Linked DNA regions of Mus musculus: regions 1, 3 and 4 are each linked to region 2. A link is a contact called in public HiChIP or PLAC-seq and promoter capture Hi-C data. All regions are on one chromosome and are shown on one strand. The core of a region is the stretch at or near the end of the contact, and the rest is flanking DNA. Distances in the headings are between cores, read along the strand shown.

What was found. Promoter capture Hi-C pulls out the DNA fragments that hold promoters and counts their contacts. HiChIP or PLAC-seq counts read pairs in DNA pulled down with a chosen protein or histone mark.
Region 1: a contact with region 2 is called in an H3K4me3 HiChIP or PLAC-seq map of embryonic stem cells, with 16 read pairs. The contact joins the enhancer-like site here to the promoter of Frrs1l in region 2. A contact is called at or near these places in 12 of 39 promoter capture datasets (the 3T3-L1 cell line, 3T3-L1-derived adipocytes, the C10 cell line and 7 more), 1 of 484 Hi-C or Micro-C datasets (embryonic stem cells), 3 of 115 datasets of contacts at active chromatin or transcription factors (all in embryonic stem cells) and 3 of 9 other capture datasets (adipose tissue, embryonic stem cells and liver).
Region 3: a contact with region 2 is called in a promoter capture Hi-C map of neural stem cells. The contact joins the promoter of Epb41l4b here to the promoter of Frrs1l in region 2. A contact is called at or near these places in 19 of 39 promoter capture datasets (the 3T3-L1 cell line, 3T3-L1-derived adipocytes, the C10 cell line and 11 more), 1 of 484 Hi-C or Micro-C datasets (embryonic stem cells), 6 of 115 datasets of contacts at active chromatin or transcription factors (embryonic hindbrain, embryonic stem cells, forebrain and 1 more) and 3 of 9 other capture datasets (adipose tissue, embryonic stem cells and liver).
Region 4: a promoter capture Hi-C map of liver shows a contact between it and region 2. The contact joins the enhancer-like site here to the promoter of Frrs1l in region 2. A contact is called at or near these places in 15 of 39 promoter capture datasets (the 3T3-L1 cell line, the C10 cell line, cranial neural crest and 8 more), 2 of 484 Hi-C or Micro-C datasets (brown adipocytes and differentiating embryonic stem cells), 5 of 115 datasets of contacts at active chromatin or transcription factors (the 230-238 cell line and embryonic stem cells) and 2 of 9 other capture datasets (adipose tissue and liver).

Annotation. Positions count from the first base shown.
Region 1 is chr4:57,200,231-57,205,527 of GRCm38.p6, forward strand. Ptpn3 (protein tyrosine phosphatase, non-receptor type 3) reads right to left here. Exons shown (of 26, transcript NM_001384115.1): 22 at 4,677-4,823. Among named protein-coding and RNA genes, the nearest start is that of Gm12530, 31 kb to the left of the region's middle. Within about 2 kb of position 2,656, at least 104 of the 459 cell types and tissues checked have an H3K27ac peak or open chromatin away from gene starts, as enhancers often do. A contact at or near this core is called in adipose tissue, embryonic stem cells and stem cell-derived epiblast-like cells, where this site is marked.
Region 2 is chr4:56,988,665-56,993,290 of GRCm38.p6, forward strand. It overlaps Frrs1l (ferric-chelate reductase 1 like), which reads right to left and starts at 1,727. Exons shown (of 5, transcript NM_001142965.1): 1 at 1,370-1,727. The coding sequence starts at 1,607. Epb41l4b (erythrocyte membrane protein band 4.1 like 4b) reads right to left here. Exons shown (of 25, transcript NM_001355492.1): 25 at 3,308-4,626.
Region 3 is chr4:57,140,676-57,145,873 of GRCm38.p6, forward strand. It overlaps Epb41l4b (erythrocyte membrane protein band 4.1 like 4b), which reads right to left and starts at 2,481. Exons shown (of 25, transcript NM_001355492.1): 1 at 2,173-2,481. The coding sequence starts at 2,478. It overlaps LOC108168956, which reads right to left and starts at 3,976. Exons shown (of 2, transcript XM_017320489.1): 1 at 3,931-3,976; 2 at 2,583-3,316. The coding sequence starts at 3,976. The coding sequence ends at 2,583.
Region 4 is chr4:57,172,375-57,177,547 of GRCm38.p6, forward strand. Gm12530 (predicted gene 12530) reads left to right here. Exons shown (of 5, transcript NR_040669.1): 2 at 828-942; 3 at 2,085-2,340; 4 at 2,582-2,709; 5 at 3,035-4,180. Among named protein-coding and RNA genes, the nearest start is that of Gm12530, 2.9 kb to the left of the region's middle. Within about 2 kb of position 3,272, at least 14 of the 459 cell types and tissues checked have an H3K27ac peak or open chromatin away from gene starts, as enhancers often do.

The DNA.
Region 1 (5,297 bases), core at 1,406-3,905, 210 kb after region 2:
TTATGCACAGTGCTCACTTCTGGCTTGAGACTACTCCCTGAGGTAGGGATAGTGACTATCTGGTAGTGACTTAACTGAGGCTTGGAGGCTCAGATTCACCCCATGTCAGGTCACAAGAACTATGGGGACAGAGCCTAGATTTCATTCCAGGTTGATGCCCTCCGAAGGGACAAGTGCACGGCAAGGCTGTGAGGAGATGAGAGGAAATCTGCTACCATGGGGGAAGCAGGTTGCAGAAGGACAAGGACCACTATAGCTGGCTGGTGGGCCATAGGCTACAGGCTACAGGTGGTCCATAAGGACTCAGAATGCTGTCTCCACAAGGATGCAGTCACAGGTTGACTCTTTTCTTACAGTCCCAGCCATCTGATCACTCTGAGACAAGGGGTGGGGAAGGAAGGATGCCACTGAATGACTTTGGAAAGGAAGAGCTCTAGGGAACCAGCAGATCATGCTGAAGGCTGAGCTTTTGGTTGAGGAAGACTGCTGTTTCAGGAAGATGCATCGGACGGGGTTGTGGGAGAGGAGAGCCGTGGGCCCAAGCAAGAAGGCTGTATCATCAGCACTTGATTTCTTGCTAACTTAGTTGGTCAACAAGCATCCCTGGGGAGGGTTGGATGAGTCAGAGACATTAGGGCATTATCTAGCCTCTGGATGCTTTCCAATCCAGCCAAAGTAATGCAGGAAGAAAGAACAGACACGGGTGGGGGCAGGTGAGGCAGGAGTGGACAGAGTAGGAAGGGCGTTCAGACTGAAGGTGTATGACAGACGATGCAAGGACAGATCATTCAAGCCAAAGAAAAGGAGGCAGAATGTGAAGGGTCTCCTGGGCACCTAGGGGACAAAAGACCACTCAGCAGAGCCACACAAAGGATACAAGTTGGTCTGGGACCATGCAACATTCTGCTCTGTGCATCTATAAGCCATACAGGGCATACAGGGCAGGGCAGGAAATGCTGGACCAACCAACCCTCTGGCAAGGCCCAGCTGAAGGAAATGTGAATGGACTAGTGTATGAAAACTGGACGACTGAGCTGCTGCTTTTGCCGTGGGAGACAAAGAGGAAGGTTCTGGGATTAGGCAGGGACAAGAGGGACACAGTGGGCGTCATGTGTGCCAATGGCATTAAACAGTGAGTGGATGAACTGAAGAGAAAGGAGAGCTAAGACCTGCTCCAGATGGCTGGCATAAGTACTTAAGTGGATGTGTGCCTGTGGCTCAGACGTGGGCTCATGTAGCTGGGCTGCATATGTGCACATGTGTGCACACGAGGGGCTAGGGTGGTGGCTTTGGGATCCTCTTACAGGACAGCACTAGGTAGATGTGTCCAAGCAGAAAGCAAACAGCTGGACTTGGGGTCGAACCTTCCAGGAGGACACCGAAGGGCACCAGGAAACTAACCAGATTCAGAAATAAGTTCCACGGGGAGGGAGCCATCCATCTAACCTACCTGTGCACCTTCTCAAGCACATAGAGAGCAGGAAGGAGGTCTGTGCTACCCCAGACCTCTTCTTGGTAGCCTCATGGTAGTCGTGGGCTTTACTGCTTGCTACTCAGAGCAAACCCACTGCCTCTGGTCCAGCGAGACAGTGGGACTCTGGGAGCCTAGTCCCTAGAAATTCATCCCAGTACTCAGAACCACCCAAGAGATATAGGCATTGTGCTTTGTGGCGGCGTGGGAACTGGAGCCTTACAGTCCTATTCAAAGCCTGTGCGTCAACTGACTGGTGGGATGGAAAGGAAGATTATACACATTATTCATGTGTAGGTATAAAATATAGCTCCTCCAAAGGCAGGGGGTGGGGTGGGATGGGGTCAGACATCTGATAGAAGGCACTGGCTTTCCCAACTGAAAAGCGATCCATCTAAGAAGAAACCCCCATGTAGTCGACAGAGAACCTAACCAAAATAAGGACCTGGGTCAGTGACCCTGCAGGCTCTGCAGACTCTTCAGGGGGCTGGCTCCCTACGACTCAGGGCAGCACAGGAAGGGCACTGGACTCTAGTGTGAGCCTACTGGGAGACCCACTTAGGGCATGGCATAGGGGCAACAAACAGGACGTCCTGGAAAGTTGATCTTACATCAAAGGAGGGGCAAAGCCATTCACCTGGAATGACTGAGTCGGAAGTGGGCGTGGACTGGGGCTGAGGAGAGAGGGCACAGGTCACCGGAAAATCTGTAACCGGAGAGGGAAGCAGGCACCCGGGATTTTTGAAGAACAGGTTTCTAAAATGTTGGCAGGGCCAGAGATGCTGAAGGGATGGGCAGGCCTCATGGGAACTCTCAAATGCATGATGAAGTTACAGTAAGAAGAAAAGACTGGGAAACAGAGAAACAGGCTGGGTCACAAGGAGAACTCAGATGACAGGAAAGAGCGGCTGCAGCCGGGAGCTGGAGAGGCAGGCCCTGGAAGAGCAATGGATGAGGGTAAGGTTTCTCGTAAAAAGCTTTTCTTCCCTGACCTGGAACAAGCAAATCAAGGGAAGTTGGGGTTGCCACTGGGCAGCGAATCTGTCACCTGCATTCCTTCAGGGGCACCCTGTTCTGAAAAGAATGACTGTCTAACTGGAAAGGGGAGAGTGAACTATCAAACAGCAAGCAGCCTGACACCAGCAAGCCAGCCTTGGTGCTGAGTCACTGGGTGGATTCGGGTGTCAGCTCTGAAGAATTGCATCGTGAGCTCCAAGACCTCAGGGGACAGCAGAGAGTCAGCTCCACACACTGCTCCTGAGGAAATGTGATGTTTGAGCACCGAAGTTTCAGAATACAAGGCCGAGTAAAGGCAGACAGAGCACAGAATATCTGTGACCAATAACACACTAGAATCAGAGACTGCCAGATATGGGGACAGATTCTTTTTTTTTTTGTGCATGTCAAGTGACTCACTGTGTCACCAAGGAAGCCTGCGCCTGGGTCTAGGGCCACTTGAACATTCCAAACCTGACACTTGTGATCTGTTTTCACAACACAGACCAGGGAACGAGATCAGTGTTGCTGGCCTCAGGGGCAGGGCTTAGGAGAGAAGAACACCTGGGCTTTCCGAACAAGGTTTTACATTTGTTTTGTTGGTGCACTTTGAGAAAAAGAAGTCTCAATGTAGCTGACGTTGGCCTTGAACTCCTGATCCCTGTACTTCTTTCTGCCTTTCAAGTGCTGGCTTACAGGTGTTTGCCATCGTGCTTGGCTCTGTTTAGCTCTTTTTGAGACTTTTACACATACTTTTACCTTTGGCAAACGATACTGGATTTATGTCTAAGAAACACTAAGAAAATAAACGTTAATAACACTAAAGCAAAAAAAAAAAAGTTAGTATGAAGAAACTAAAACTATGAAACAAATGCAGTCATTAAGGTATATCCAAATTGATGCTATTGGGACTGCTGGCTAACATGTGTACAGCATTAATGGTGATCACTTGGGTGTGACAGCACATGTGTTCTCTTCTAGCACCTGAGAGGACTGAGACAGGAGGATTAACATCAGCTTGGTGTATAGAGTAAAACTCATTCCCCCCAAACAAAACAAAATCCACACAAATAATAGCAATAACAACAACAAAATGAACATGTACCAAGCACTCTTCAGAGGCTTCCCGTAGCAGCCAGCTCAGTGCCCCACAGCCCTGAGAAATGGGTGATATTTTTCTTAATCACACAGGTAGAAGGGACAGCGGGGACTGACCCTGGCTGGCTGGCTGGCGGGTCCACCTTCTTACTCACAATGCCAAGTAACCTGATTGATGGACGGAGGCACTTTAGGAAAACAGAGGGTGCAGTCCTGTGAGCTAGCTTAGGGAGCTGGGAGTCTCTAAGTTCAAAACAGGGCCCAGCAACTCCACCTCTTATTCAAACAAAACCAGAGAAGAATGAGGCTTTCAGACAAAGATCCGAGCTGAGCTGGAGAGCATGGGAATTCCAGCTGCACTGCAGACAGTCTCTCACGATGAGGGGGTAGGCAAGATGGGAACCGGGGAGGTAAGAACAGATGCTAGGATTAGCAGGCACCCTTCGAAGCATCCTCTCAGTGCCTCAGAGAACCAGCATTCAGGAAGAGATTTCTGCTGTCCCTTGGGCACTACAGTTTTCTATCCTGATTTGTGGGATGAGAAGAGACTCTGGCTAATCTGTGAGTGACAAGAAGCTGGGAGTCAAGGCTACAGCAGAGAAGCGAGGCATCTGAAAGCGCTAAACTCCAACGATGATGATGATGACGTTTGGGGGACACTGGAAACCCGTAGTCCTCTGAGCTCATTATATATACTTTCCAGCTTTCCCCAGTCCTCCCAATGTGGTGGGCGCTGTTACCATCTCTACTACACATTCAAGAAAGTGATTCAGACAGCCTAATAACTTACTCAGGAGGAACTATGTTGTCAGCCCAGTCCAGCCCAGTGTTGGATAAAGATGCCAGGAGCCAAGGGCATGTATATCAGAGGGAAGAGACATTGCCTCGGCAGACTACAGTCTTAATTGTGTGAGATGAGACATTGATCACAGGCAGGGAGAGACACAGGCGACATAGGGGTTTCATAGATGTATGTGAGGACGTAGGCAGGAAGAGGACTTTCTCATCACTGCAGGTGTCCATTGGAGATTTATAGGTCGGTAGGAGGCCCTTTCCAGCCCTGAGACTCATGTTCCCCAATGGCACGGTAACTGGAAAGGAAGCCACTTACCCGCCCTCGCTCGGTGAGAGTCGTCAGCATGACAACAAGAGACAACTTCTGATCCCAGACAACTTGCCAAAACTGTGCACAGGTGTTTGGCAGCGGTCCCTGAGTGGCAATGTACTTGTTCACAAGGTTAGCAGCGGGCATCTCCATCTGTTGGGAGAGCAGGAAGGTTATTATCGTTAGACTGTTCACTGGCGAAGGTGAGCAGGACTCTCCGTTTACACCTTCCTAATAGCTTAGCTGAATCCTACCAGAAAAAGATCTTATCCACTCACAGTCAGAAAGGAAAAAAAAAAAAAAGGTGCAGCAAAAAGCCGCTTCCAAATTTCACCATAATGTGACAGAGCAGTGAGTGAGACTTCTGAGAGAACCAGTTTTTACAGAGGGTACTTCTGCAAAGTCATGGTTTAGCACATGAGGGCCCGAGCGGCCAGTTCTGCTGCCTGGCTAGCTAAGGGTAGTTTTCAGTGTGGTCGATTACAGTTTGCTGCTTCTGGCTTTAAGTGGAGAAATCTAATCAAGTAAGCTGTCCATGATGAATATGTCTCCACAACAGGCCAACCTTTTCTTTTACTCCTCTTGGGTTATAATACACACACACACACACACACACACACGTATATG
Region 2 (4,626 bases), core at 477-2,976:
AGCAACAAGATGGAAGGCACGTAGGTCCCTGAGTGACAACATGGAGTAGAGTTGCTTCATCAGCCCTTGAACAGCCAGAGTCGAGGTCACTAAGTGTGTGTGTGTGTGTGGGGAGGGGTGGTTCAGCAGTCTCTATTTAATAAATATATTTCCAATATTATTGGAAATAAATATATTTCCAATTCATTCTCTCCACCTTCCTTAATATAATAATTGTATTATTTTGAAGTGGATACTGTATGTCTTTTTTAGCTACAAGATTACCTGTCCCCAACTCCTTTACAGCTATGTGTGACCACATGGCTAAGAAACTAAAATCATTCTATGGAACTTCTATCAGAGTAGCATCCTTAATAAGTAGGCAGTCAGTATTTTCTCCCCACTTTGTCTTTTTCACCCTCTGGAAAGTGAAGGTAGTGAGTGGGGTTCAAGCAGCTACTTGGGGTCATTAAGCTATAAGCTGAGAATTACGAAGGAGCAAAAGGTCCCTAAGACTGGAGACTTCATGCCAGCTTTGGATTGTGGGGCTTCTAGATTTCCTTGTGTGAGAGAGAAAATCCTATCTTATTGATGATATTAACATTTGTATGCTGCGTATAGCTGAACCTCATCCTCATTAAGAGATATATCCACGAACAGATAACCTCATTTCAACCCTCAGCTTGATTCTTGGCTCCTCTTTGCCAAGCTTTCCGAAAGCTGCGGAAGTAAGAGACCAGTTTCCATTCCTTTTATCAGAATGGCTTTGCCTTTTGTACTCTTTGAAACAGCTCCTCAGGGAAGCTGGCGAAGAAATCTCAGTCTCTGGGCCCAGATGGTCCCAACAATGGTGGCTCACACTAGGAGACTACAAGTGTGGTAGCAGCAGATGTGGGGTGGACTGGGGAGGGAGCTATGACCCATCTCTGGCGCCTGGGCAATGAAAGATGGAGCGACAGTACCTGTAAATTTAGGTTATTCCAGACCTACCAGGAGGTAATTGTGCAACGGTTGTCTCTAAGTTGGGTTTTCTGCTTCCCGCCTGCTGCCCTGGGCTCCGGAATTCTAGTCCAGATGGCGCCTCCTCCATTGCAGGAGAATGGAGGAGGCCAGACGCTGAGAACTAGGGGAGCATAAGCTTAGCACCTTCTATCCACAGCCTCGCAAGACTTGAGACTGACTCTCCCGGCCCTAGTCTCCCCACGTGTAAAGAGGGGAGCGGGCGCTGACAGCTCCTCCAGACTTCCCTCCTACAGGCTGGGTCAGAGAGCCGGGCTCCCTACTCTAGTCTCATCTGTGCCCATCTGCCTCCACTGACACCTTTGCGGACCCTTCCTGCGCCCCTCAACCTCCCACCCCCAGGTCGCCCCTCACCCTCTGGTAGCCTCACCCTCCTCTGACAGGTAGCGCAGGTCGTAGAACTCGCTGGCGAAGGTGCCGTAGGAGGAGTCGTGGCGCGGCACTGCCTCGTCCGCGCCCGCGTCCCCTCGCGCGCGTCCCCGGGGTCCCCGGCCCCCCGGGCCCGCGCTGTCGTCCGCGGGGCTGGCATCGCAGGCAGCGATCCCCGCCAGCAGCAGTCGCAGGAGCAGTGGTACCCAGGCCGGGCGCCGCAGGGGTTGCCCCGCCATCGCTGCGCACGGATCCCGCAGCCAGGCCGCTCCGGCCGCAGCGGGGACCCCGCGGGCGCGGGCCGGGACCGAGCCGCCGCCAGCACGCGCCGCGCAGCCGCGGAGCGCCCGCACCCGCCGCCTCCCTGCCTCGCTCTGCGCATCCTCGCTCCAGCCCCGCAGCCTGCCCCCGTCCGCTCAGCATCACCCCCTCCTCGCCTGACGCTCCTTCTTCGCGTCCTTCTTTCTATTCTCCCCATCGCCCAGTCGCCTCCAGATTTGACCTTTCTGGTCCCTGGGTGCTTAGTGTGGCCCGCTGATCTACAACATCAGCACCACCTGGGAGCTTGCTTGTATCGCTTCAGGCCCCACTCTGGATACACAAAGCAGAATTTGCTCTCTTACTCAAATCCCCAGCATCCAGTTTCCACACCTTATTAGAATGACTGTCGCCAACATCTTGCTCCTGCAACTTTTCGTCCGGAGAAAAAACTTACTAGACTCATAAATTTCTCTGGATCATCACAGAAGGAAGATGAAATCACAAACTCCCACTATCTACGTAGTCAAGCAGATATCAGAGACAGTGTGGAAAGTGTAACTTAAGACCTTGGCAAAAGCCACAAGTGCTGGAGTATAACCTGAGCCTTTCAAACTAGGCAAATGGTTTACCCAATTTCCCCAGAAGCAAAGTGCACAGACATTAAGTGAGCTAACCATGTCTGATAAGCACGACGAATCTCCACGTTTTCACATCAGCTTGTAAGACACTGCATTATTTATCTGGCCATTCATTTGCTCAATTATATACACAGATCCCAGGTTTGTCTTTAAATGACCCTTGTTGGGGTGGTGACAACTAGTTGTCTTCTGCAAGAAATAGTGACACTATCTCTTCCTCGATGCTACTTCAGAACCTTGCATGTAAACCTTTCTTCTGGTTCTTTTTTTTAAAAAAATGCATAAAGTAAGGAAACTGCTACTGAGGCAGAAAAACAGATTCCAAATGCACACCTAGAAGTCAGACTGCCTGGGTTATCAATAATGACCAGTGATCACTAATTCCCAGGATGTAGTGCATATTAAATAAGACCATGTAGGGAAAGGGTTGTAGGGTTCAATGTCACTGATGTCATAACCTTGCACAGAACTATGAAATACTGAGAAGCCAGTAATTTCAACTGATTTTTAGCCCAGTGGCTGGAAGACATGGGAGCTGTATCGGGATGGGAGATGCCTTGGGAAATCCAAAGGCCAGCTGTTCATTATTGTATATAGCCGACAGGTCATCAGAAGTTAACTATGTTAATCCTGCCAGGGTCTCACACTGAACCTGAAGCTCACCTCAGCTATGCAGGCTGGGCTGGGAGCTTGGGATCCCCCTGTCTTCCCAGCACTGGTATTATCGACATGCTGCCGCATACTGTTTTTTATTTGGGCATCAGGGATTTGAACTCAGGTCCTCATGTTTGCACAGCCAGTACTTTACTAACTGAGCAGTCTCCTGAACCCGGACCTTGCTGGATTTACCTGTCTAGTGAATCCCTAGGATCCACCTCCCTCTGCTTTCCACCCCAACACTAGGGTAATAGAGAAATGCTGCTGTGCCAGGCTTTTATGTAGGTGCCCAGGGTCCCAACTTCATTTCATACAGCAAACACATCACCCACTAACCCATTTCCCAGTCCCAGTTAGTCACTTTTAAAAGAAGAAGCATTTAATTTCATTTTCATTTTTAAAAGACAGACAACCTTTATTTCTCTTCTCATCAAAATAATTTCTCAAAAGGACCTTTTTTTTCTGTTATAAAACATCCCCAGATTAGTGCTACCATTCAGTATCCAACCAGGAACAGATGTGCCCTGCCTCTGACCGCCTGGTGTATGTCATTTTTCACTTTGAATTTCATAAGATATAAAAGCTGTGATCTTGGAAGTCCCTCAGAAAGTTAAACATAGAGTTGCCATATGATCTGGCAATTCCAAGAGGACCCAAAACATATGTTCACACAGAAAAATTTGTGTATGACTGTTCATAAAATTATCGTTCATAATAGCCCCAAAGCAGGAGCAACCCAAACATCTGCCAACTGAATAAATAGATAAACAAAACATAGCATCCTCATCATCTCCATTATTCAACCACAAAGACAGAATGACGTCCTGATACATGCGATAACACAGAGGAACCTTGAAAACATGGTTAAATGAGAGAAGCTGATCATGGAAGCCCACATACTATATGATTCCAGTTATATGAAGTGTCCAGAATAAGCAAATTCATAATCAGAAACCTACAGGCCAGGGTAGGGGTGGTTAGTGGTTGCTAGGGGGTGGTTAGTAGTTGCTAGGGGAGGGGCAGAGTCACAGGTCAGATTATGTTTGCCCTGCATCATGGACACGCTGAAAGACACTGAGGTACACACTTTAAAATCACTAAAATGGTGGGTTTTAGTCCAAGACTTTAAAGGTCTGTGATCTTTGAAATGGTGAATGATAACAGCGATATCAGAACCTTCCTGTGCTCTTTGGGAAAATAACATTCCTGATGCACCCTGGTGGGAATTTCTGAAGACCAAAGGCTTCCTTTCTCACACCCAAAGATCTGTGCTGTCCCTAACCTGTCAACTCTATGAGTTGAGGGTACCAGACCTTTGCAGTAACATGCCATGACTTCCCAACTAAGAGTCTGAGGCCATGCTGTACAGTCCCAGCTCTGTAATGATCATGTTAGCAGACTCTCTCCTCTCCTCTTGAATCCACAGTGGGTGGTTGTGTTACCCTCTAGTGCTGTTGTTTGGGTCTAAAGCAGACCAAGAAGGTAATAATTGCACAACTCCTTATAGTCACTGTGAGCTCCCCCAGGGCAGCTTTGCTGTCTCAGCACCCACCATACATTTAAGTAGGCAGAAGATAAATGGCCACTGCGGCCACTCCTCTCCTTGGGATGAACTGCCTGCGGTTCTGGGTTTGCACATACAAGAGCAACCAGCATGTTTGTGCTCAGGTTTGCAGGGATGTCCACCCACTGAGACTCTTGT
Region 3 (5,198 bases), core at 1,231-3,730, 150 kb after region 2:
CAAGCACCCGTGGGGTCAAATGCCTAGAAGGAGGCACAGAAAGGGAATCCAGTAAAGTGGAACAGCACAAATGCCAGATTCACAGGGGAGCCACGGCCTGGCGCTAAACCGCTGTAACTGGGAGAATTAATTACAGGAACCAGCACTCCGATCTGGGAAGATTAGTGGAGGAGATTTACTGATGCGATTCCAATATCTAATAAATCTTTAAATCAATGAGCCATGTTCACTGGCAATTCTTCTCCATCTTTCCTCCCCGAGAGCTTACACGACATAGCCAGCGTTGATTTGCTTTTTATTTGTCTATGGACATGGTCATATGTCTGTTTTTATAGATAAAACTTGAGGTTCATTAAATCACACATTTTTTTTAAAAAAACATCAAAAAGATCTACCATCTGAAGGAAACCCGAGATGGAGGAATTCTTCTGTGCCCTTTTATAAAAAAAAAGGGGGGGGGGGAGAAGCCTTTTAGGAGGCCACTCTTCCCATCCCCCACGACCCCACCAGCTGCAGTCAGTCAGCTTCCCAACCTGTTCGTTTGTGTACCTGTTTGGATCTCTTTAGCACACAGGCACTTTACTCCGTTTGCAATTTTTCATCTCAGAAACACCACTTAAGCCTGTCGCACAAACCTGACAGTAGCAATACATTTTATAAGCCAATTATCCCTGGGGAACAGCCACGAAAACTACCAGGCAGGGAGCACCGACAAAGTTCCCGGGGGTATCATTCCTCTGCCAGATGCAAACTGCGCCACAGCCTCTCTCAACCCAAGCTGCCCACTCACCTAGCCTCTGCTCCCCGACTCGCAGGCTGCCTCTCTGCATCAGAGCTGGCGAGCCTCATTCTTGGGGAGCGGTGACATGCATGCTTTTTAAAAGACAACAGCTTTGGGCTGGGGAATGTTGGCACCTTTTCTATGAAAAGGCCTCGCGAGGATATTTTTGTGACAAAATGCTCTCCTATAGAGCACAGGAACCACAAAAATGAAACTACCATAAATTGAAGCTGTCTCCAAATTAACCCACAGGAAGCAGCATTAGAGCCTAGGCTAGCGAGGCTGATTTTTCCCATCTGAAACCCTTACAGGTTAAGTGTTCTCTCCTTAAATCCAACGAATTCCTACCACCCAGTTACAGACTGTCCGGAGGCCTAAACACTCCGGACAATCTGTAACTCATCTAAAGCTCAATTACTGCGGTGTCTTCAGTCATGCCCAAAGATTCCCGAAGGCACCGTCTGCCGCAGCGCAGTGGGCGCCCGTTAGTGCAGCGTTTGATAGGATCTGACTGGCCCCTTCGGCCAAAAAGGCTCTTTTGGCGGCTGGACTCCCTGTCGGAGACACTGGCGCTGGCCTAGCTTGCCACTGGAACTGGGCCCGGGTGCAACCACCTGTGGGTGTGTGAACCGGACGCAGGCCCTGGTGCTGCCACCCCGGGATGCCCTGAACGAACCACGCAAACTGCCGGGTGTGGGAGAGAGTGGGTAGGCCAGTCCAGAGGGGACCGGGGCCAACTCCCAGCACGCCAAGGCTTATCTCTCCGTTCAAAGCGGACCTGGCCTGAGTTGGCTCCCAAGTCGCTCCACTCCCTGCGAGGTTGTGAGCCAGGGAGCACTTTGGGATAGGCTCCCTATGGGGGCCATCCACGGGGAATCGGGAGAAGGCAGAGCGGCAAAACTGTTCCCTAAGCCTCTTCCCAAACTTGGGGCACCTGCTGAGCAGCAGGCAAGGATTTCTTCTCCACCAAGGCCTGATACCCAAAGCGGGATACCCCGGAACAGCCCTGCGTCGCTTGAAAAATTCTACTCAATCCAGCAGCCGAAGGCCAACATTGGCAGGGAATGCCAGCCACCTGCGCCAAGGGGAGGGGACGTAGGGACGTGTGCATGGGATAGCATGGGGTAGGAGTGAGGCACAAAAATCCTAGGTGGTCGCCAAAGAAGGGCGCCGCAACCCTGCGGTTGCAAGGTGCCAAAGACTGGGCCCCAGAGCATACCCGGGCTGGTGGTCTGGGAGGGTTCATGGCTGGGGAAGATTGGCAGAAGATGGGGGAGGGGTCCCCAAAAAACAGCCCGGGTAGCTTCCCAGAGAGAAAGAAAGACTGGGACAGGGGGTTCTGACCCAAGCAGAGCAGGCTGCTAGTGCCCCGCACGCGCCGCGTCACTCACCGGCAGGTCCACGCTCACTTCGGTTCCGTCGAGCAGGAAGACACGGCAGTAAAGGGTGGCCTTGGCAGCTCCCGAGGCGGAGATGTGCACAGCCGCGCCGCCGGTGAGCAGGGGCCCGCCGCCGGCCGGGAATACGCTGCCCCCGGGCGCGGCGGGCAGCACCGAGGAGCTGGCGGCGGCAGCCGGGCCCCCTCGCGGCCCCCCGTCGCGCTCGTCCCCCAGCCCGGCGGCCCCGCGCCCCGCCGCGCCCCGCGCGTAGCGCTGCATGGAGCGGCGGCCAAAGGTCCGGCGCAGGAACCGCAGCATCCTGGCCGGGGGCGCCCCCTGCCTCCGCCCCCTGCGCTGCCGCCGCGCCGCCGCCCGGGAGCGCCCGGCGCCGCCGTCAGTGCCCGCCGCGCCGCGCCGCCTCCCGCGGGCTGCGGCCCGGGGCTCGCTCCCGCCCCAGCCGAGGCCGCCGCCGCGCTCCGGCCGCCCGCGGGACGCGTCGGCCGGGCCAGCGCCCGCCGAGAGTAGCCGCGCGGGAGAGAACGCGCACAGGCGGCCCGGGGGACCGTCCCGCTGCTGTCGCCGCTGTCGCTGCCGCGCGCTTGGGGCGGTCGGTCGGTGCCGGCTGCTGCGTGGCCGCTGCCCCGCGAAGAGCGCCGCGGGGGGACCCGGCTGCGGGCTGCTCCCGCGCCGCGCGCCGGCCGAGGGCCAGCCGGAGCAAAGCGCCTGCGTGCTCCCGGCGCGCTCGCTCCCACTCGCGCCGCGCCCGGCCCGAGGAGGCCCCCGCCGAGCGCCCGCTCCCGGGGCGCCTTTTCCTGCGCCCGCAGCCCCCGCCTCCCACCTGGGAGGGCTGCACCTCCAGCCGCCGCCGCCGGCACTGCAGCACGCCCTCCTCCCCCGGGGCTGCGCCGGGCTTGTGCTGCCCCCTGCCGGCCCGAGCGCCCCCTGCTGCTGTAGGTGCGCTCACGTGCGTACACGTAGGTGAGCACACACGTGTTTCCGGGCGCGCAGGACCCCCTAGAAGTCCAAGAGTTCCTCCTGCTTGACCAGATGAAGAAAATAAGACTGTCTCCTTCCAGGGAAGTCTTACCCCTAGGGCAAAGAAAAACACGGCTCTTTCTGGAAGAAAAACAAAAACAAAAACAAAACACCAACCGTACTCAGTTTCTCCTTCTGCAGAAGTGGAGTAGGCGACCTAGAAGGTCCCTGCCACTTAATGAAATTCTATCTGCTTAAAATCTCAACCCTGGCTGGAGCTTTAACCTGCCAGTCCAACGGACCCGTTCCAAACAAGAAAATTGAGGCCTGCGAGGAGGGGAAGTACTTTTCCATACTCCTTTGGAGACACCCTGCTTCAAGGACCTCGCCCATGCCCAGAATTAAGGAAAGGTCCTGCATAAGCTATTGCTACTGAGAAGGTTGGTCAAGGTTGGACAGACTCCTGGGAAGCGAAGCAGAACATAAGAATGAATTGCATAGGGCACATGGAGCAAACTGGAGACAGCGAATTGCTAACAATCAATGCCCACAGGTTCAGGGTTTGCCCACAGACAAGTGAGTTGTCCTGTGTTGCAGAAAGGAATGTGGGAAATGAAGCTGAAAGGAGGCCAGGCCTTTGGGGAGAATAACACTACTGTTTATCAGGCCCTAATTTTGTGCCAGACATTACGGTAAGCCCTTTCCATATGTCTTAATTTAGCCTGTTAGCGTACAGGTTATTACCTGGATCATACAAAGGAGGAAACTGAGCTTTGGAGAGCTTAAGAGACTGACATACAGACTCATTGGGCTCCAGAGCTACTGGTGGAGCTTGTAACATGGTTGGCAAGCAAATGACAGTTTAAGAAAGAGTTGGGGAAGCAGTGACCTCAGCAAAGCACACAGAGAAGACAGGGGGTGAATGTAGGACTCATTCCAAAAGAGACATTTATTGAAAGCCAGGCATTGTCTTAGATTTCACCGTTTGCATCTTCATTACTCCTCATTCCAACTCTCCAAGACAGTTCTATGCATTCCCGTTCACTTAGATGGATTTAGAACTTAGGTTTGTAATATGCTTGCCCAAGGTCTGACAGCTGCCCCGAATTCATTCTCTGATATTATGGGGACCACCCATGTGACAGTTTACTCTGTAAAATGGCATCTACACAATAAACCATTGGATACCCACTCTGCCCTTTACCCCCACAACAAGATTGAACAGAAACTATGTACAAATTGGCATAGCCCAGGCCAGCTGACTAGTTTCTAAGGCTATCTCCAGGAATGCTGCAGCAGAGTAGCCACTCCAAGATGTCCACCTATGCATCTTGCATTTGCATCGTTGTGTTTCACTGTATGTAGCAAAGGTGGGCTTGGTTCTACGCTCGAGTTAAAAAGGTTGAAGTAGGGATTCATAACAGTAGCATAATTACAGTTAGGAAGCAGCAATGAAAATAATTTCATGGTTGGGGTCACCACAACATGAGGAACTGAATTAAAGGGTTGCAGCATTAGGTAAGAAGGTTGAGAACCACTGCTTAGAAGCAAGAAAGGTAAAGGGTGATTTATGCCCTAGGAAGTCTAGAAGGAATGAAACACTGGCTTCAGCCTGTAAGATCCACCTCGGCCTCTAGCATGGCAAAGTAACGCTTTAATGTTGTTTTAAGTCACTGTATCTGTGGTTCTCTACGTCAGCCAAATAGGAAGGCAGGCACGCTACAAGGGATGCAGCTTTGGAGAATCACAGCTTTCAACGCTATTCATTCATCTGGTGTGCATCATCTGAGTGTGTAGTTATTCAGAGCTTCTCTCCTGTTGAGCTCCAGGCTCCATTAAGGTTATCGAGCCCAGATCCCCACACTTGTGACTCCGGTCAGACCCAATGGCCTCTGACAGTGGCATGCTGAATTGCATGGAGATTCCAATATATCAGGCCCCGCTATCCGATGGATCTCGCCCCATTTAGCTCTTACATGGAGGAGAAATAAGTCTTCAGACATTACTACACAGTGGTTCTTGTCACCAACATTTCAACCTCAGAATTTGCACGTTTCATGAGC
Region 4 (5,173 bases), core at 2,022-4,521, 190 kb after region 2:
ATGAAAAGGATTAGTAACTTATAATTTAATGTGTGTAGTAGTTAATGTAATGAATAATAGGTGCTGCAGGCTGGTGAGATGGCTTAGCAGGTAAGAGCACTGATTGTTCTTCCTAAGGTCCGGAGTTCAAATTCCAACAACCGCGTGGTGGCTCACAACCACCCATAATGAGATCTGACACCCTCTTCCGGTGTGTCTGAAGGCAGCAACAGTGTACTTACTGCTACTAATAAATAATAAATAATCTTTGGGCCCAAGCAAGCAGGGACTGAGCAAGTGGGGTTGACCAGAGTGAGCAGAGGTCTTAAAATTCAATTCCCAACAACCACATGAAGGCTCACAACCATCTGTACAGTTACAGTATACTCATATACATAAAATAAATAAATAAATCTTAATTTAAAAAAAGAGTTGCTGCAAGAAGCAGTGCGTCCCCCAAGTCTCAGTGACTTCTCATAAAAGAGAGAGAGAGAGAGAGAGAGAAGAGAAAGGAGAGAGGAAGAAAGGAAGGAAGGCAGGCAGGCAAGCAAGCAGGTGGGGGTGGAGAGGGTGGTCGGGAAAGGCTTCTTTGTGTTCATGCCAAGTCCAGCATAGGTTAGGAAGCCTTTTTCTTCCCCGAGCCACACCATGTAGAGTGAATGTGTCATTGTTGCAATAGATAAAGAGACTTGGGGGAAACGTTTTGGCTCTTAACTGGGCCCAGAAGTAACACAATCACTTCCGCTCATGCTGACCAGAGCTGACCACATGGCCAGCCCTGAACTGATTTTGATAGAAGCTAAGAAACAGAAGGAACTCGAGATTGTTAACTGTTTCTGTCCCTGCAGATAAAGCTGTGTCCTCAGCAAGCAAGGCCAGTGCGTTTCACTACGACTCTGGACGGAAGGAACCAGTTTGACTTAAGATAGAACCAGCAATCATAGAGATTCCAAGGGTTTGGAGGTGGTCTTATCATATTTATTTGTGTGGTGAAGAAGACACATGCTTGCAACTGTACACATAGGGAGGTCACAGGACATGGGCCAGAGTCAGTTTTCTCCTGTACCAAAGTGGGACTTGGGGACCTAACTCAGGTTGTCAGACTTGATAGCTAGCGCCTTTACCTCTGAGCCATATTTATAGCCTGCTTGGGGGTATCTTTAATGATCAATTCCTAGAAATACAACTGAGCCTAGGGAAGGGTTCAGGATCAGGAAGGGTAAAGGCAAAAAACAGTGTCGTCTCTGGCCTCTGAAGCACTCTGAGAAGAAAGAGGGTGACTGGCTTTCAGAGTTATTCTTTATGGAGCAGAGGGATTCCTGAGCAGGGGACTTGCTTTTTATTAAGGAAGGAGTGGGAGGAAACACGTAGTAAATGTCTGCCTTAAGGCTTTTCCTTTAAATACATATTTATCTTCTTAAAGGTGTATGCTAGCTCCCAGCACGACTCTGAGTCTGAAGGTTAAAATGGGAGTTTGTTAAGTGAATAAAAAATTGAGGCCAGAGCTGGAGAGATATCTCAGTAGTTAGGGCTGGAGAGATGCCTTGGCCCTTAACAGCACTTGCCACCCTTGCGGAGTACCCGAGCTCGGTTCCCAGCTGATGGCTCACAGCTGTCTGTGAGGACACTTCCAGGGGATCCAATGTCTCTTCTGACCTCCTTGGGCTCCTGTACACACATGGTGCACACACATATACTTAGGCCCACACACTTAAAATAACACAGACACACACACACACTATGGTCATTTCAGATGCAAAGATGAGCTTAGTGTATGGCTGGGGAGGCTGTTCAGTGGTAAAGTGTTTGCCTACTGTGCTTGAGCCTCAAGTTTCTGGGTTTGATCCCCAGACTAGGGAAGAACATGTTCCTCTAAAGCTTTCATCTTTTCTTTCAGTTTGTAATTCTGCTCTGGGTTCTGCTTCTCCTCTCCTGCAGAAAGCTTTTTTTTTGTTTTGTTTTGTTTTTTGTTTCTCTCTCTCCTAGGATTTGAGTTTTCATCTTTTATTTAGGTCTGGGTTTCTTTTAGCATTTCCTATGGTGCAGATTTGCCCGGAGGGGAAGTCATCTTTTAAAATAAAAGAAATGGTTTTTGTTTTGTTTAGGACAGTGTCTTCTAAGTACCCAGGTACGATCCTCCTGCCTCAGCCTCAGGAGAGTTGTATTTCTGGCTGTACCTGTGAAGACGTTTTCCAGTGTGATGGTCACCATACTCTGCCACCTCTCTAATCTTAAGTCCCTGAGTGTATCTGGTTGTCCTTTCCTGTCAGGATTGCTTGTCAGGTCAAGCTCTGCACCTTGTTCATATGGAGCAACAGGCCCTGCTTAGCCTCATCTTGCTTCATATCCACCCAACAACTGGTATGTAGAACTTGGAAATTCTCTTAATTTTTTTTCTACTCCATTCTTTCTTTCCTTTCTGGGTCTTTAGTTCCAAATTCCTCAACCAATGCATGTTACAGTTACAGCTATGCAAAGACATGTATTGATATGATCTAACAGGTCCCTGATATTCCGGTGGCTTTTGTTTAAATTTCCTCTATTATATAGTTCCGATCTACCATTAAGTCTATTTATTTATTCCTTTGTTACTTCCTTTCAGCTTTGCTAAGGTTTGGATGAGCATCCCCCAAAGCTTCATACACAGAAATTTAATCCTCTTGGGAGACACGCAAGCTGGCACTGATTCTAACTGCACTGCTTAGAGCCGGGGACTTTGAAAAGTGATAGGTGAGCCTAGGTCATTAGTGTGGCACTCCCGTGGTTGACTTGTGGTGCTTTTATGAGATGAGAGAAAGGGAGGGAGGGAGGGAAGGAGAGATAGAGGGAAGGAGAGATGGGGGAGGGAGGGAGGGAGAGAAAGAGGACTCAATATAAGATATATGATAAGCCTCCCCCCTCCCCATTTAGAACTTGGTATCAGGTACTTCCCCTGCTCTCCATCTAATATGTTGGAATGGAGCCCAGGGTCTTTCAAGGCATGCCAGTCTACATTGAACTATACCCCAGACCTTACATGCCAGTGTCTTTACAAGTGCTTTCTTAATGCTTTCAGTCACGAGGACTGCGAGTCAGAGCTAGAGAAGCACTGGAGTGAGCTGTTCGCCCTCCCTTTTCTGTTTGACTTCTGCGAGACTGCTTCCTGTCAAGTCCAGCTTGCGTGTGTGACCTCTGGCCCTGCTGATGCAGCCTATAAGAGGACTCAAGACAATCGAAAGCTTTCAGGACCCAGTGACCATAGCTTCCGGGCCCAGCCTCCGAGTGTGTCCTTCACTTCTCCACACCCACTCATTACAGCCAAGGGCCTTCCAAATCCTTCTGCCCAGGAGGCACAAGACAGCCGCATACCCCATAGGCCTGTTTCCATCTGCGTTAATGTTCTCACAAGAGTCTTCTCACTGCCTGAGACGAGGGCAGGGGCACTGCTGTTGTGCTGCTGCTCAACATGGAAGCCACTGGGGCTCCCGTGGCTGTTTAAATTGAATAACATTTAAATTTTTAAAAAAATCTGTCAGTCATGCTTTATTTCATGTGCTCAGTGACCAGGCACAGCTAGAAGCTACTGCCTTAGAAAGAGTGGGTAGGGGACATGTACATCCATCATGGGGGAGTACTTGATACCAAGTACTAAACGGAGGGGAGTCTACCATACATCTTATATTGAGTCCTCTTTCTCTCGCTCCCTCCGTCCCCTGCTCTCTTCATCCTTTCTTCCCTTTCTTTCATCTCATAAAGGCACCAGGAATCAATCACGTGAGTGCCACGCTAAAGGCCTAAGGCTCACCTGTCACTTTCCAAAGCCCCCGACTCTCAGCAGTGCAGTTGGAATCAGAGCCAGCTCCAGTGCCTCACAAGGGGATTGCACGTCTGTAAAGTTTTGTCTTTCTCTTCGGTTAGCCACCGGAGCCACAGCGGCGTGGTGTGCGTGATCCTGTGTTCAACAAACAGGAGCAGAATGGCTGACATATCCATCTCCATCAGAAGGAGAAGAGAAGGAAGCCCTGAGAGTGAGTTACTTCCACGGGTGTACCAACAAATTTCAAGAATTCCAAACACAGACCATACCCAGCCCCTTCCCTGGCTGTCATCATGTGTCACCGACCTCTGATGGAAAGAGAGAGTCCTCATCAAAACAGCTTCATGACTTTCTCCCTCGAGATAAAAGGAATAGGAAGAGTTAAAAATAATGAAAAATTAAATGAAAAGGGCGTTTTTTTCCCCTCAGCCTGAAGGCTGGCACAGGCCGTACTCTGGGGTTTTTACTTTAGCTCTACAAACACTGGGACAGTTTTCAGTTCTTGGACACTTGACTCACTCCTCACGCCTGCTGAGGAAGTGTCTGAAGGTTGTGTTCGCCACACATTCCCACATAGATGCCTCACCCAAAAGATGGTGGTGTCAGGAAGTGGGACTTTGGGAGGCCATTACATCAGGAGAGCAGGGCCAATGGATTAGAGCTGAAGAGATTCAAGTTTCTCCCTTCCACTAGTTAAAGACACTGAAAAATAGGCATCAATGAACCAGGGAGGCTGGTGAAAACTGAGTGATTGCAACCAGAAGTGTTCTATCTGTGTATAAAAGAAGTCCAGCCACAGGCTCTGTGTTTGCCTAGGAAGATGGAAGTTGGGAGTTGTCTAGGGAGGAATAGAGGAAGGACAAGAAAAAGAAGTGGGTTGGGCAGTGGTGGCACACGCCTTTAATCCCAGCACTCAGGAGGCAGAGGCAGGCGAATTTCTGAGTTCGAGGCCAGCCTGGTCTACAGAGTGAGTTCCAGGACAGCCAGGGCTATAGAGAGAAACCCTGTCTCAAAAAAACGGGAAAAAAAAGTGCACATATTTACTTCAGACCATGTCCAGATGCGAGATCTGAAGTCACATTTGCTGCATGGCATGGGAATTCTAAGTGAAAACTTGATTAGAGCTGATAAAACGGAGGGAATCTGGGGGGTCTGTGAAATCTTAAGATAAGGATGGTTGTTAAAATTCCTTCCCAGAGGGAGATGTAAGCAACAGCTACCCCATCTCCTGAGGTGAGGGGTCACTTACAGTGGTGTGGGTGCTCCTCCAACCACAGACCAAACCTGGAAAGCCTTTACCCAGCAGGCATCAGGGCTTTCTGGCAGCCACATAGATGGAGGTCTGCCTCTCTCCCTGGCCTATGTACTTGAGCCCCTCCCTGAGGCCTTAAGTCAGAG